Linked DNA regions of Macaca mulatta: region 2 is linked to region 1. A link is a contact called in public Hi-C data. All regions are on one chromosome and are shown on one strand. The core of a region is the stretch at or near the end of the contact, and the rest is flanking DNA. Distances in the headings are between cores, read along the strand shown. Region 1 holds the start of ZNF140 (zinc finger protein 140). Region 2 holds the start of ZNF891 (zinc finger protein 891).

Region 1 (7,837 bases), core at 2,684-5,183:
CACTGCTGAACTGCTAATTTGAGGATATCTAATGCAAGTTATTTAGACACATCACTAGGCCATGAATTCCTTGATAGTTATTACACTTTTATACACCCTCTAGTCTCTGTAGCATTTAATAGAGAGTCTTAAGATTGACAAGATTAAAATTTCTGTAAATATTAAGAGTGTATGTGAAGGAATAAATATCAGTTAATTAAAGAGTAATGAGCTAATCCTTTCCAGGTGATTAAATAGAACAGCAATATATGTACTTTTTAATTTTTCTTTCTTTCTCAGGTTGGATTTAGGCAATAGAAATATATGTCCATTTGAAGAAAGAAAGGGAGGAAAAAACAAAAAGAAATGAAATTCACAGACCAGACAAAACGAACAATGACAACAAAAAAGATACCTGTGAGAAAGTAGAGGAAGTATAAAGTGAGAACTGGTTGAGTATGTTAGCTGTTACGTAATATAGAAAAAACAAAGAGAACTGGGTATGAAGTAGTCCTTTATGGAGTTGTAAGTGAAACTTCAGTCTTTATATCTCTGGTATTTTTTTTTTTTGAGACACAGTCTCGCTCTGTCTCCCAGGCTGGAGTCAGTGGCACAATCTCGGCTCACCACAAGCTCTGTCTCCCGGGTTCACACCATTCTCCTGCCTCAGCCTCCCAAGTAGCTGGGACTACAGGCGCCGCCACCGCACCCGGCTAATTTTTTGTATTTTTAGTAGAGACAGGGTTTCACCATGTTAGCCAGGATGGTCTCGATCTCCTGACCTTGTGATCCACCTGCCCTGGCCTCCCAAAGTGCTGGGATTACAGGTGTGAGCCACCGCGCCCGGCCTATCTCTGGTATCTTTAAGGGAAAATTTTCCAATCAACATATTAAAAAGTATTCCTTTCTCATTGACTAGTTGAGTGGTTTAAAAAAATTTTCCCATCAGCTTCCAACTCACTCACCTGAAAACAGGTCTCTGTTCACATTCCTTTTCCCCAGCCAGGGTTCTTTCCCTTGCTCCAATAAGGAAACCACATCTGGCTTAGAAATGGAAAGACCTGCTTGCAGAAAATGAAATAAATTCAAAATCAGTTGTTGAATCCTAACAAGGGCCACAAAAGAAATGTCAGATGGAAGTTTTTAAAATGTCTAAAAATAAGGTACACTTACGTCCCCATCTTACTAATTTTAAGAAACCCCATACCTATCTTGGGAATATTCAGCCAGATAATTGTAACAGCCACCCTAAAGGTCAAATTTTGACTTGAGGGAGATGAAGAGGAATAATTACCCAGTGAGACCAGATGGCCATAGTTCTCCAACATTACACATCGGTACAGATCTCTCTGAGCAGGCTGAAGCCATTTCCACTCCTCCTGGGAGAAGTCTATGGCCACATCTCTGAATGTCACTGACCCCTGAAATGACACACAGATATCTGCATGACCAGGACCCATGCTCCCAAACTCCCTGCAAGTATAAAATGAGTCTCACTCTGGAGGTTAGGCAATGTGTCTAAGTAGCAACAATGGGAGTTTTCAGAATTCTGAGTAATTATATAATGAAGAGCCTAGCTTTTGTGTTTTGTTGCATAACTGGAGAAAAGGAGAAAAAACATAAATTATCTGTCCTGAGACAATTTACAGTTTTGTTCAAAATAAAGGATTATACATATGAACAATATGGATTTTTGGCATTGGTTGTAAAAATTCTTAAGATTTTACAGTATTCCTTTATGTTAATAAATAATGTATATTTTCCTTAATATCAGCCTATTTTTTTTTTTTTTTTTTTTTTTTTTGAGACGGAGTCTCGCTCTGTCGCCCAGCCCAGGCTGGAGTGCAGTGGCGCGATCTCGGCTCACTGCAAGCTCCGCCTCCCGGGTTCACGCCATTCTCCTGCCTCAGCCTCCCGAGTAGCTGGGACTACAGGCGCCCACAACCGCGCCCGGCTAATTTTTTGTATTTTTAGTAGAGACAGGGTTTCACCGTGGTCTCGATCTCCTGACCTTGTGATCCGCCCGCCTCGGCCTCCCAAAGTGCTGGGATTACAGGCGTGAGCCACCGCGCCCGGCCAATATCAGCCTATTTTAATATAATTCAGCCAGAATTTCTTCAGGGTAATAATTGGCTATAGCAGATAATAGCAGAACCCTTCAAATGGGGCATATAGTCTCAAGTTTGTTCCAGTCACCCCTAATCCTAAATAAATACCTGTGAAACTTAGTGGTAATTTTGTCAATGTCACAGAACAAGGAGGATAGGCAGTAAAGAATCTTGATTCTGCAAGAAGAGAATGTAACACCTCCCAGGATAGAACCTAAAGCACTTTCCCTCGGAGTTAGGGAGAAAAATATAGAAGCCCTTGCTTTGCAGCCTGGTTTTGCACCACTTGAGTGATCCACATAGATCTATAAGGCATGAATGGGAATTTAAAAGGTCTCAAACTAGTAGCAGCCCCAGATGGATGGCAGTTATATTTTACAGTTTTGAAGTTTAATAAAAAAGTGATTAAAGACTGTTGACTAATAAAGCAGCTGTTTCCTACACAGCAAGATCTGCAGCAGAGGTGAAAATTGGATTCCCTAGAAAAACTCAGAAAGCCTCTGAATTTGGAGAGAAGTATGACAAAAAGTAGGACAAAGAAGTGGAACTGAAAATGAGGGACTCATTTTGAATAGTTGACCCTGTTATCCCCACTGCTGTGAAGCACAATTACCAGCCAAACTCTTAGCCCCAATCAAAATAAAAATGTGTTCCTTATGTCATGTCAGAAAAATGAGCTCTATGGGTTCAGAGATTTTGTTTTGGTCACTTCTGCATCCTCCAGACATAGAATGAGCTGAGCGTTAGAAGCACTTGGAAGGACTGTTAGATTGCTGGGCCAAATTCCCAGTTTCTGATTCAGAAGGTCTGGGGTAGGACTCAAGAATATTCATTTCTAACAAGTTCTCAGATGATGCTGATACTGCTGGTCCAAGGATCACACTGTGGGAACCACTGAAAGTAGAGGTTCAGTAAGAACATATTCAATAAATGAATGAAGGGGCGCTGGAGTAACGCAAAGCACTCCTCGTTCTAATACTGTGGGAAGAAGAGGCAATGTAACAGCTGGCACCCTACCCTCCCACCCTAAAACATACCAGCCAGGTCAGAAATCCCGCCCACATCTGGATAGTTTCCTGTCACTCTCTTCATGTATACTTAAGTATAAGCACCTGAAAAGGAGGAACAGGGGACAGGGTCCTGGGGTTCCGCCAGGCAGGTGGTTGTAAGAGAAAGCCACGTCCCAAGTCCTGAAAAATACGGCTGCACTTCACAAAGAAAAGAGGAGACAGGCTCAATGGGTTGGCTCACTTGAGGCCAAGAGTTTGAGGTTACAGGATGCTATGATCGCCCCACTGCACTCCAGCCTGGGCGACAGGAGGAGACCCTGTCTCTGTCTTTCAAAGAAAAAAAAAAAAAAAATATATATATATATATATATATATATATATCATCAGCTTACCTGAGACATAGCTCACAGAAGGGACCGAGGAGATCAGAAAGTGTAAAATGGCAGACCTGGCAGAGAGAGGAGCCCTGAGCGAACGGGCCAGCTAGGCCGCGCCCAAGTCACTAGATCCCGCACTGGGGATTCCCGTGGTCCCCGCTCCGCGCCTCCCACGTAGAGAGCGGGGCCCCGAGAGAGGGCGCTTGGACCACCGGCGCCGGCTTTCTCCTCCTGCCACGGCGCGCCTCCCCAGAACCCGGCCACCTAACAGTGGCCACAGGACGGCGCGTTTCCGTTGTGCTTCCGGCCAGGTGGGTGTCGCGTTCCGGGGCTCCGGACCGAGTCACCGCCCGGGGCCATCCGGCGCAGACCGGGGTTCTCCTTTCCTTGCCTACACAGGCCAGACGCTCGGAGCCGCCCCCGAGGGCCCCACCGCGGGCGTCGCAGGAATGCGTCTTCAGAAGCCTCGCGGACGTCACCCCACCAGGCCGCCTGCCTCAAAAACTACAATTCCCAGAAATGCGGCCCTGCGCGCAAGGGCATACGGTTTTCGTTCCTACTGGATCTCCCAGAGCGCCGCGCTCCCGCGCGAGGAAACAAAGAACGAGGGCCTGGGACAACTACAATTCCCAGAAGGCCCCGCGGCCCCGCGCTCCAGAGCATAGGGCTGTCCTCCCACGCCAGAGCCTAGGAACAAAGAACTCGGGACCTAGGCAACCACACTTCCCAGAAACAACCGCGGCCCCCCGCGGGAGACCACACAGGGCTTTCGGTTCTTATAACTCCCCGCGTGCCTCTCGGCCACACGCACAACCAGCCGAGAAACGAAGAACGCGGGACTCAGGCAACCACACTTCCCAGAAACAACCGCGACCCCGCTGGAGAAAGCAAATGACTTTCCCCGCCCCACTACAACTCCCAGGGTGCCTTGAGGCCACGCGCACATCACCGAAAGACAAAGAACACGAGCTTCAGGCAACTACACTTCCCAGAACCTCCTGCGACCCTGCGCAAAAGGGCGGAGGACTGTCTTCCCCTACTACGACTCCCAGAGTGCATCGCGGCCACGCCCAAAGCCGGAAGACTATGTAGGGCTTTAGCGACTAGATTTCCCCCAAACTCCTGCGGCCCACGAGAGAGGGTATAGGGTTTTCCTCCCGTACTACGACTCCCACAGTGCCTCGCTGGCGTGCACACACCGCCCAGAGACAAGGAACTGGAGACTCAGGCGAACTACACTTCCCAGAACCCACCGCGACCCAACAAGAGCCCGAGACCGCAACTATTAAATAACTAGGATACTTAAAGACTGTGGAGTCAGTACTTCAGTCCAAGACCTTTTGTTACTGGAAAGGGGTCTGGATCTCAGACTCTAAGAGAGGGTTCTTGGATCTCGCACAAGAAAGAATTCGAGGCGAATGCATAAAGTGAAAGCAAGTTTATTAGGAAAGTAAAGGAATAAAGAATGGCTAATCCATAGGCAGGGCAGCCCCGAGGGTGCTGGTTGCGCATTTTTATGGTTATTTCTTTATTATATGCTAAACAAGGGGTGGATTATTCATGCCTCCTCTTTCTAGACCATATAGGGTAACTTCCTGATGTTGCCATGGCCACTGGTGGGCAGTGAGGACAATCAGAGGTCGCTCTCATCACACATCTTGGTTTTGGTGGGTTTAGTCGGCTTGTTTACTGCAACCTGTTTTATCAGCAAGGTGTTTATGACACGTATTTTGTGCCAACCTCATATCTCATCCTGTGACTAAGAATGCCTTAACCTCCAGGGAATGAAGGCCAGCAGGTCTCAGCCTTATTTTACCCAACTCTATCTACCCCTACTAAAGATAGAGTTGCCCTAGTTCAACCACCTCTGACAGTGGAAGTTGTAGCACTGAGGACAGCCAGAAGTCACTCTCATTGCCATCTTGGTTTTGGTGGGTTTTAGCCGGCTTCCTTACTGTAAACTTTTATCAGCAAGGTCTTTATGACCTGTATCTCATGCTGACCTCCTGTCTCATACTGTGACTTAGAATGCCTAACGGTCTTGGAACGCAGCCCAGTATGCCTCAGCCTTATTTTACCCAGCTCTTGTTTAAGATGGAGTTGCTGGGAGCAGTGGCTCATGCCTGTAATCCCAGCACTTTGGGAGGCCGAGGCGGGCAGATTACCCAAGGTCAGGAGTTTGAGATCAGCCTGGCCAACATGGTGAAACCTCATCTCTACTAAAAATACAAAAATTAGCCGGGTGTGGTAGCAGGCGCCTGTAATCCCAGCTACTCGGGAGGCTGAGGCAGGAGAATCACTTGAACCCGGGAAGTGGAGGTTGCTGTGAGCCAAGATCTTGGCATTGCACTCCAGCCTGGGCAACATAGTGAAACTGTGTCTCAAAAAAACAAAACAAGGCCAAGCGTGGTGGCTCACGCCTGTAATCCCACCACTTTGGGAGGCTGTGGCTGGCGGATCATGAGGTCAGGAGTTTGAGACCAGCCTGACCGACATGATGAAACCCCATCACTAAAAATAGAAAAATTAGCCGGGCATGGTGGTGCGCACCTGTAATCCCAGCTACTCAGGAGGCTGAGACAGGAGAATTGCTTGAACCTGGGAGGTGAAGGTTGCAGTGAGCTGAGATGGTGCCATTGCACTCCAGCCTGGGCGACAGAGCGAGGCTGTTCAAAAAACAACAACAACAACAGCAAATAATGATAATAAAAACACAAGATGGAGTTGCTCTGGTTCAAACACCTCTGACACTTTGGCTTCGTATAACTGTAATAACCAGAATCGGTGCAACACTCCCTGGCCACCTTGAAACAGTGGTCTCAGAGGATGCGACCCCGAGTCCCCTGTGGCCTTATGGACGACCCCGACTGTACCTGGTACTGGCACAGCCACGGCTTCTCCCTTTGGGAACCGCACACCCTTGAGCAGGCTCATGTTACCTGAGAAGGAAGGCAGACGCTGGAGCGGCCCTGGTTTTTCATGTGCTCCAGCTGGAGCCCTCCCCCAGAAGCCTTCTGGAAAGAGGCACTGGATCTACAGGGGCTGGACGCCCAGTGACCTGGGAGCGCCTTTACTCCCAGCGTTGTGTGGGGCACTGTCCTGGGCATGTAGGAGAGGTTTGGGGAAGCAAGCCAGTCACATCCCTGTCCTTGAAGAACACCAACTGAAATACGAGGTAAGGGAAAACTCAACCCACTGAGTCAAAGGAGTATTGTTCCAGATCAAGGGAACAGTTTATGAAAAAGAGAGACAAAAAAGAAAAAGCCCATTATACAAAATGGAAGAGGGCAAAAAAAGAGGAAATTCACTGACCTGGTGAAAAGACAGGAGACTGAAAAAAAAAGTCCTTGTGAAGGCGCTTGGATGTCGCTCAGTAAGCTGGGAAGGCCCATTAAAATTCTAAGGAGGATGTGTATAATCATATTTGCATTCCACTGCCCGTGTTCATGGTGAACTGAAGGGAAGAAGGCCACTAGGGGCAATAGTTAAATATTCTGGAAACTAATCTGAACTGGTGCAGAGAATGGATTGAGGGGATTTATTTGAGAAACAATTTAAAGGGAGAATCTAAAGGACTGGGTGATGAATTGGATATCATCCAATTAAATAGAAGGGAAGGAAGAACTAAGTTTCTTGTTAGGGTCATATGCTCAGAGAATTTCCTTCTTTAAAGACTTACGCCATGGCCGTCCACTCTTATGGCTTCAGCTTCCAGTTACCCTACAGATGACGCACCCAGATCTCATAGCTATTTTGTTTCACTGAGATGATGAACCCAGGAAAAGAAACAAGTTCAGAAGAGAAGAAAATTAATTTGGGGACATATAGAGAATGATGTGTGCATGTTTAACTTTATTAATATTGGCCGGGTGCGGTGGCTCAAGCCTGTAATCCCAGCACTTTGGGAGGCCGAGATGGGCGGATCATGAGGTCAGGAAATCGAGACCATCCTGGCTAACACGGTGAAACCCCGTCTCTACTAAATATAATACAAAAAATTAGCCGGGCGAGGTGGCGGCGCCTGTAGTCCCAGCTACTCGGGAGGCTGAGGCAGGAGAATGGCGGGAACCCGTGAGGCGGAGCTTGCAGTGAGCCGAGATCTGGCCATTGCACTCCAACCTGGGTGACAGAGCGAGACTCCATCTCAAAAAAAAAAAAACAAAAACAAAAACAAAAAACAAACTTTATTAATATTGTCCAAATTATCCTTTCTAACCTGGAATCTTGCCGAAGATTTCACTTCATCCATTTCCCCATATCTTTTCTTCACACCGAAGTCAGCCTGATTTTTACAAAGCAATTCTGCTCATATTCTTCTGCTTAACATAACTTGATGATTTTAATTGTTCTTAAGTAAAGGCAG
Region 2 (7,837 bases), core at 1,589-4,088, 46 kb before region 1:
TCAGCAAATGTACACTTAAGATTTGCACTTTTCATGTTTTGTACATTTCACATCTAAAGAAAAACCTAAACAAATATAGAATTCTAGTTAATACACAGGCATTCTGAAATTTTTAGGGAATATGTACCCATGTCAATTTACTTTGAAAAAAATAAAAAAATACAATGAACTGATGAATAAAAATAGGGACAGACAGGTATTTGTTAAAATTAGGTATAGTGAAATATTAATGGTAGAGTCTAGATGGGAAGGTTTATAAGTATTCACTGTAAACTTCTTATAATTTAGCCGTATGTTCAAAATTTTTCACAATAAAATATTTAACAGGAAATGTTAGGATCAGGCAGCAAGGAGACATTGTGTGGAAAGAGAAAAAAGTAATGTTCTTGGATGTTCATCATAAGACAAAGAGGCACATATACAGACAAAGGTGGCCTATATCATAGTCCCAACCTTGCTTCATAGCCAGAAGAATTGAAAGTCCTGGCTGACATGAGACATGCCAGAAAGAGTACTGCTGATGAAAGAGTCTCTTGTAGGCACAACAGAGATATTAACAATAAGAAATTTCTGTTTCCTTAAAATAATGTTTTGTTTTTTTTTTTTTGAGACAGAGTTTCGCTCTTGTTGCTCGTTAACTTATGATGTGTATCTCAAATCTCTGCCCTTGTGACTGGCATATGCTAAGAGCTAAAATTAGCTGGGCGTTGTGGCAGGAGCCTGTAATCCCAGCTACCAGGGAGGCTGAGGCAGGAGAATTGCTTGAACCCTGGAGGCAGAGGTTGTAGTGAGCCAAGATCGCGCCATTGCACTCCAGCCTGGGCAACAAGAGCAAAACTCCATCTCAAAACAAAAACAAAACAAAATTCTCCGATTTTCTTGACAACTGAATATAATCTATAAACAAATCTGTTTTTATTCTTACCCTTTATTCTTCTACATTGCGTAGTAAGGTTTTGAAGTTTTTCTCATATAGTTCACATATATTTCTAGCTAAAATTATTTTATTCCTATTGTGTAGACTTTTTAAAAATAAAAGTATGTGCTAACTTGTTGAGGACAGCAAGTCAATCTATTAGCTTATTATTTCCTTTTCAGTCACTTTACTACAAATTATTGATAATTGAATCTCTTCTCATTTAGGGGACTTAATTAATAAGGATAATTTTGTAATCTCTTTTCCAGAAGGTAAGCCTCATATCTACTTAAATATTGTCCTAAGTAGAATTTCCAGACGGTGCTTACATAAAATACTGATAAGCATATATTCTCATTTAATTTACGATGTGTATCTCAAATCTCTGCCCTTGTGACTGGCATATGCTAAGAACTAAAGAAATGCATGGTGAGAGAAGTAATGAAAAAACAAATGTAATTTTCAAAAAGAGGCAGGAGTGTGTGCAACTTACCATCCAGGAGGCTTTGGAAGATGGGGAACAATTTTAATAAAACAGAAGAGATTAGTTGTGTCACAAAAGTTAATGTGGAAGTGATTTTCAAAGTGGTAGGGAGGAGGTGAGCTATCCAGTTCTCGGAGAGCTAACTGCAGTCATCTCTAACCTAATAATATTTGTTGGCTGGCATTCTGGGTGACATCCTGCCTTCCCTTTTACTTTTTTTTTTTTTAATTAAGTCTCTTTCTGCAATTAATGTATAGCTAGAATTGAAATTGTTCAACTTCTGCATACACTTTGGGTGGGATCTACGTACCAAATCTTGATGTTAACCTTATCTTTGACACTCATATTATGTGTTAGATGGCCTATATACAATTTTAATTAACAAATCTAGCGTCAAGGGAAAATAAAAATATAGTAAACTTATCATCTGTCTCTGAAAACAAAAAAAGTAGATTAAACAAACACACCTCTAGTTAACCTATTTGATTAAAAAACAAAATTGAAGATGAGGAAGCTAGGAGCTAGAGACGCAGGATTTGTTTTCAAAAGACCACACACAAATTGGCGTCACTATTTCAATAAATGCTAGAAAGGCCATTGGTAAAATTTTAAACATCTATCCCAGCTGGGGGAAAAATGGAAGTTAGACTAGAAGAAACCTTATTTTGTATTACTCAAAATACCTGGCTCAAACTTACTACCACCGCCGCCCACTCTGCGTCAATCTCCAGGCGCAGCCGTTATTCTCCACAGAACAAGAACGTCCGCCGTGAACGCCTGGGCCGCGCGAGGGAGAGTGACTCCGGCAAGGGGTGACTATCACCGTTAGAATTTTTCATTGACAAAATTACCGTCTACCTAGAAATACGAAGCTAATACACTGCTACATTACTAAAGGGTTCAACACGCGTCTCATTACGATGCAAACACAAAATTCAGCACTTTCGTGTATACCTGCAATAAGCAACTAGAAGGTTCGATGGGAGAAAGCGATCTCGTCACAAAGGCAGCAGCAACGGCAAAACAGAGAACGCGACTCCATTCCCCGCGCAGCGCGAGCAGCGGCGTCAGAGCGGTGTCTGAGGCCGGCCCGGCACTACGGCGCCACCTCCCCGTGGCCTGACGTCACGCACGCGCACGCGCCCCGCCCCGCCCCATTAGTCCTGCGCCCGCCCCTGCCGCGCACGCACGCACACGCACCCCTCACACACACCGTGACGCACGCGCCCCAGCCTGGCGTTCAGGCCGCACCCCGCCCCCAGCCCGTCAGCCGCGCGCCCCGGGATCCTAGAATCGGCGTTTCCCCGCCGGCGCCCCAGCCGCCACTCCGTGACGGACACTTCCGTGACGGGCCTTCCGCCGAGAGCGCGCTCGTGACGCACGGACCACGCTCCTTCCGCGGGGCGGCGCACAAGCTCCTGGGAAACGTAGTTCGGCCTTACGTCCCCCTTAGGCTGGACCGCGGGCGCCTGGAGGCGGGCGCCGAGGATGGGTGAGCGTGCAGGGCGGTGGCTTGTTCAACCGGGATGCGTCTCGTGGGCTCAGCCTCGCCCACTGAGTTCTCCTGCGTGCAGGCGTCGCCTCACGGAAGTTTGGGCCTCGGGGAGCCTGCCTGGGAGGCGGCGGTGGGAGAGGCCCTTGAGGGAGGAGGGGCCCCTTACCGGGTGCGAGTGGCGCGCGGGGACCAGGGGCGCGAGGGGCGGAGGGGTCCCGGGCTGGCTGTGTGTGCCACGCAGGGAGCGCCGGGGGACCGGGGGCGCGCGTTTGCCTCCTTTTCTAAGCAACACGGGAGGGCTGAGGGTGCACGCCTCCCTGTCCAGCAGCCTCTTGAATCTCCAAATCTAATAATGGGTTGAATCACAGCCATAGTTTTTTTCACCTATTGCATTATACTCTGGTGTATTCAATTGGCTGTCTCCCTTTGACTTCACTTATGCTCACAAGATTGCATTTTAATCTTTTTGTGTACTCTCCTTGCCCGTTATACTAACAAGATTTTATAAACTTCATAATAATTTGGACAGCACAGTCTCTTCTATTCTGTAAAACAGGTCACCACCCCCCACCGCCCCCCGCCCCGCCTCCAAAAGTTTGGTACAATTTGCATGCAGAACCTTTGGTCTTATTTAGTACGCGTTTAACTTCTGACTCAATTTTTGTTTGTTTTGAGACGGAGTTTCGCTCTTTGTTGCCCAGGCTAAAGTGCAATGGCGCGATCTCGGCTCACGCAAGCTCCGCCTCCCGGATTCAAGTGAATCTCCTGCCTCAGCCTCCGGAGTCGCTGCGATTACAAGCATGAGCCACCACGCCGTGGCTAATTCTGTATTTTTAGTGGAGACGGGGGTTTCTCCGTGTTGGTCAGGCTGGTCTCGAGCTCCCGATCTCAGGTGATCTGCCAGCCTCCCAAAGCGCTGGGATTACAAGAGTGAGCCACCGCACCCGGTCCTGACTCAGTTTTTTAAAAGTCTCATTGATTAGGTATTTTAGTTTGTATTCTGTTTTAGATACCTTTTCCTAGATAATTGTTTTTAGTGTAATTTTTCAAATTTATTGGCATAAAATTGCCCATGCTATTTTATCACTGTAAGTAATTTCTGTGGTGATTTTTAAAATCACTACTTTTTAATATTTTAAAATAACTGCTGTAATTGTTATTTTTTTCTTTTTTGAACCTAATTATCTAGGTGTTCTTTTTTTCTTGATTACTCCTATAAGGTATCAGTGTACATTAGTCTTTTCAAAAATGTAGATTTGGTTTTTTTTTGTTGTTGTTGTTTTGGTCTTTTTTTGGGGGCGGGTCCTGTTACAGTAAGTTTTGCTCTTAATTTTAAAATTTTCTTTTACTTTGTTGCTGTTTTCCTACCTTTTTTTTTTTTCCGAGACAGTTTCACTCTGTCTCCAGGCTGGAGGGCAGTGGCATGATCTCGGCTCACTGTAGCCTCCGCCACCTGGATTCAAGCAATTCTCCTGCCTCACGCCCCATCAAGCCCGGCTGATCCGGCCAATTTTTGTTTTTGTTTTTCAGACAGAGTCTCTCTCTGTCGCCCAGGCTGGAATGCAATGGCAGGATCTCGGCTCACTGCAACTTCCGCATCCCAGGTTCAAGCCATTTTCCTGCCTCAGCCTCCGCAATAGCTGGGATCACAGGCGCACGCTGCCATGCCCGGTTAATTTTTTGTATTTTTCAGTAGAGACGGGGTTTCACCGTGTTGCCCAGGCTGGTCTCGAACTCTTGAGCTCAGGCAGTCCGCCCGCTTTGGCCTCCCGAAGTGCTAGGATTACAGGCATGAGCCACCACACCTGGCCATCTGCTGCTTGATTTGACTGGGTAATTAATTTATTTCTATTTGTGCTCCAAGAAATGTGTGTGTACATTTTTAAGAGCTGAATATGTTGAAAGACTCATAATAAAAAAAAAGTAACACCTTAACCCCATCTCTTCCCAGTGGCAACCACTTGAAAATATTTAAGCAATTCTGGCTTTGAACTCCTCTCAGTATTTTTTTATTCACTGATTTCAGACATTATTTTTAAATAAAAACTTTGGCTGCCTTCTTTCCACATCCTTAAATCACAATGTAATTATCTCCCACAAATTTTGGATAAATATGTTCAGTGTTTTCATTTGATGACTAGTCTGTAGTACTGAACCATAATGTTTCTTTCTTTCTTTTTTTTTTTTTTTTTTTTTTTTTTTTTTGAGACGGAGTCTTGCTCTGTCACCCAGGCTGGAGTGCAGTGGCCGGATCTCAGCTCACTGCAAGCTCCGCCTCCCGGGTTTACGCCGTTCTCCTGCCTCAGCCTCCCGAGTAGCTGGGACTACAGGCGCCCGCCACCTCGCCCGGCTAGTTTTTTTGTATTTTTTAGTAGAGACGGGGTTTCACCGTGTTAGCCGGGATCGTCTCTCGATCTCCTGGCCTCGTGATCCGCCCGTCTCGGCCTCCCAAAGTGCTGGGATTACAGGCTTGAGCCACCGCGCCCGGCCAATGTTTCTTTCTTGTACAAGGTTTACCTTTCTTGTTTATAATGACTGCCTTTTTTATTCATTTACTTAGGTTTTCTTAAATCTATGTAAAATGTCTTTTGGTTCCATTTTCCTCAAGGGCTAATCTGTCATACAGTCTTACCACTTTTCTCCTTTTCTGGACATCCCCCTACAATGTAGATTGATCAGTTACTCTGTAGGCATGCAGCACACTGGCATACCACTGGGCTTCCCTTTTACCCTCATCAGTTTCCTCATCTCACCTCTGTGTTAGATCTCCTGTTTCCTATAAAGCACTTCTATTCCTGTTTGCTGGATTGTAATCTTACTGCCTTGAAAAAGGGTCCATATGATTTACATATATTAAAGTTGTAGAAATGAATAGAAATTACTTTGTCCTCACATTTGTGTGGTGTTTTCACCTAGTATACAAATCTCAGTGGGAAGTTACTTTCCATTAGAATTTTGAAAGCCAGTGAAGCTGGATAGGAAATGGGGCAGTGTTACCGTTACTGTTGAGAAGTCCTATTTCATACCTGCTAATGTTGCTTTCTGTGTAATCTGTTTATCATCTCTTGGAGCTCTTTGGTATTCAAAGATTTCATGATGATGTGTGTTCTAATATTTAAAGAAATTACTTGCTTTGATGGATAAATTCTTAGATACTGTGTTTTTTAAAGGAATAAGAAGTTTCTGGCTAGGCACTGTGGCTCACGCCTGTAATCCCAGCACTTTGGGAGGCCGAAGTGGGTAGATCATGAAGTCAGGAGTTCAAGACTAGGCTGGCCGAGATGGTGAAACCTCGTCTCTACTACTAAAAATACAAAAATTAGCCAGGCGTGGTGGCCGGCACCTGTGATCCCAGCTACTTGGGAGGTTGAGGCAGAGAATTGCTTAAACCTGGGAGGCGGAGGTTTCAGTGAGCTGAGATTGCGCCTCTGCACTCCAGCTTGAGTGACTCTGTCTCAAAAAAAAAAAAAAGTTTTCCCATATTTGTTTCTTCCTCCCTTTTTTTCTTTCTGGAACTCTGAGTAATCTGGGGTTGGACCTTAAAATTGCTCATATAGTTGTCTTTTTTTCACTTACTCTTGTTCTTTTAGATCAGCTTTATTCATTTATTTATTGAGACAGAGTCTCACTGTGTTGTGCAGGCTGGAGTGCAGTGGCACATCTTGGCTCACTGCAGCCTCTACCTCTTGGGTTCAAGCAGTTCTCCTGCTTCAGCCTCCCGAGTAGCTGGGATTACAGGTGTGCACCAACACATCCACCTTTTTTTGTTGCTGTATTTTTAGCTGGGACAGAGTTTCACTATGTTGGCCAGGCTGGTCTTAGACTTCTGACCTCAAGTGATTCGCACACCTCGGCTCCCAAAGTGCTGGGATTACAGGAGTGAGCCACTGTGTTCAGCCAAGATCAGCTTTCTAGAAAAGTTCCTTAAGTTTATTTTTTTTCTTTTTTTTTTTGTTTGAGACGGAGTCTTGCTTTGTTGCCCAGGCTGGAGTGCAGCGGCGCAATCTCGGCTCACTGCAAGCTCCACCTCCTGGGTTCATGCCATTCTGCCTCACACTCCCGCTTAGCTGGGACTACAGGCGCCTGCCACCACGCCTGGCTAATTTTTTATATTTTTAGTAGAGACGGGCTTTCACAGTAGCCAGTATGGTCTCAATCTCCTGACCTCGTGATCCGCCTGCCTCGGCCTCCCAAAGTACTGTGATTACAGGCATGAGCCACTACGCCCAGCCCTAAGTTTATCTTTTAACCCTTGTACCTTTTGGGGGAGTTTTTACATTATAATTTTTAATTTCCTGGGAAATTACAAAAAAATCCATAGAGTTCTATTCTTATTTCATAGAGGAAATATCTCTGATTATTTTTCAAATTACGAAATTTTCAAACACATATACAAGTATAATAGTATAGTGTACCAATCATCCTATTTTGTTGTTTCCTGATGAGAAGACATACATATTTAGCATTAGCCAGCTGGACTCAGTTTAGATTATTCAATTTTGTTGGCAACATCCAGAGCATGGTAACCAGGAGCCAGTCAAACATATGCCTTCTTCTTTCCATCAGGCTTGATCAAGGTGTTGGCCTTGGCCACATCAGTGTCATAGAGCTTCTTCACAAGCCTGTGAGGAAGGCTTGTTGTTGGCTTTAAGATCCACAATGAGCACAAGTGTGTTACATTCTATCTTCTTCATGGCAGACACTCAGTAGGAATTTGATGATAGCACAGTGGTCAATCTTGTTTCTCCTGAGGGTGCTCTTCTGAAGATACGTGGGCTGCCTCCAGAGTCTCAGTTCTTGGGCTGCTAGAAGGTGAGTGACATGTGGATCTTCTTTTTTTTTTGTTGCTGTGGATGCCTTTCACCACTGCCTTTTTGGCCTTCAAAGCCTTTGCTTTGGTTTTAGCCTTAGGAGAGGCAGGAGTTTCCTTCTTCGCCATCAG

The links. Hi-C and Micro-C count contacts between places; a contact is called where the count stands out from the background.
Region 2: a contact with region 1 is called in a Hi-C map of CD4 T cells, with 2.0 times the contacts expected there. The contact joins the promoter of ZNF891 here to the promoter of ZNF140 in region 1. A contact is called at or near these places in 3 of 14 Hi-C or Micro-C datasets (CD4 T cells, fetal cortex germinal zone and liver).

Annotation. Positions count from the first base shown.
Region 1 is chr11:140,422,520-140,430,356 of T2T-MMU8v2.0, reverse strand. It overlaps ZNF140 (zinc finger protein 140), which reads right to left and starts at 3,933. Exons shown (of 4, transcript XM_077955954.1): 1 at 3,490-3,933; 2 at 945-1,040. All of the region lies in intron 1 of ZNF268 (zinc finger protein 268), which reads right to left.
Region 2 is chr11:140,467,859-140,475,695 of T2T-MMU8v2.0, reverse strand. It overlaps ZNF891 (zinc finger protein 891), which reads left to right and starts at 2,838. Exons shown (of 3, transcript XM_077955940.1): 1 at 2,838-2,892. All of the region lies in intron 1 of ZNF268 (zinc finger protein 268), which reads right to left. ZNF10 (zinc finger protein 10) reads right to left here and starts at 2,481. Exons shown (of 5, transcript XM_015109755.3): 1 at 2,355-2,481.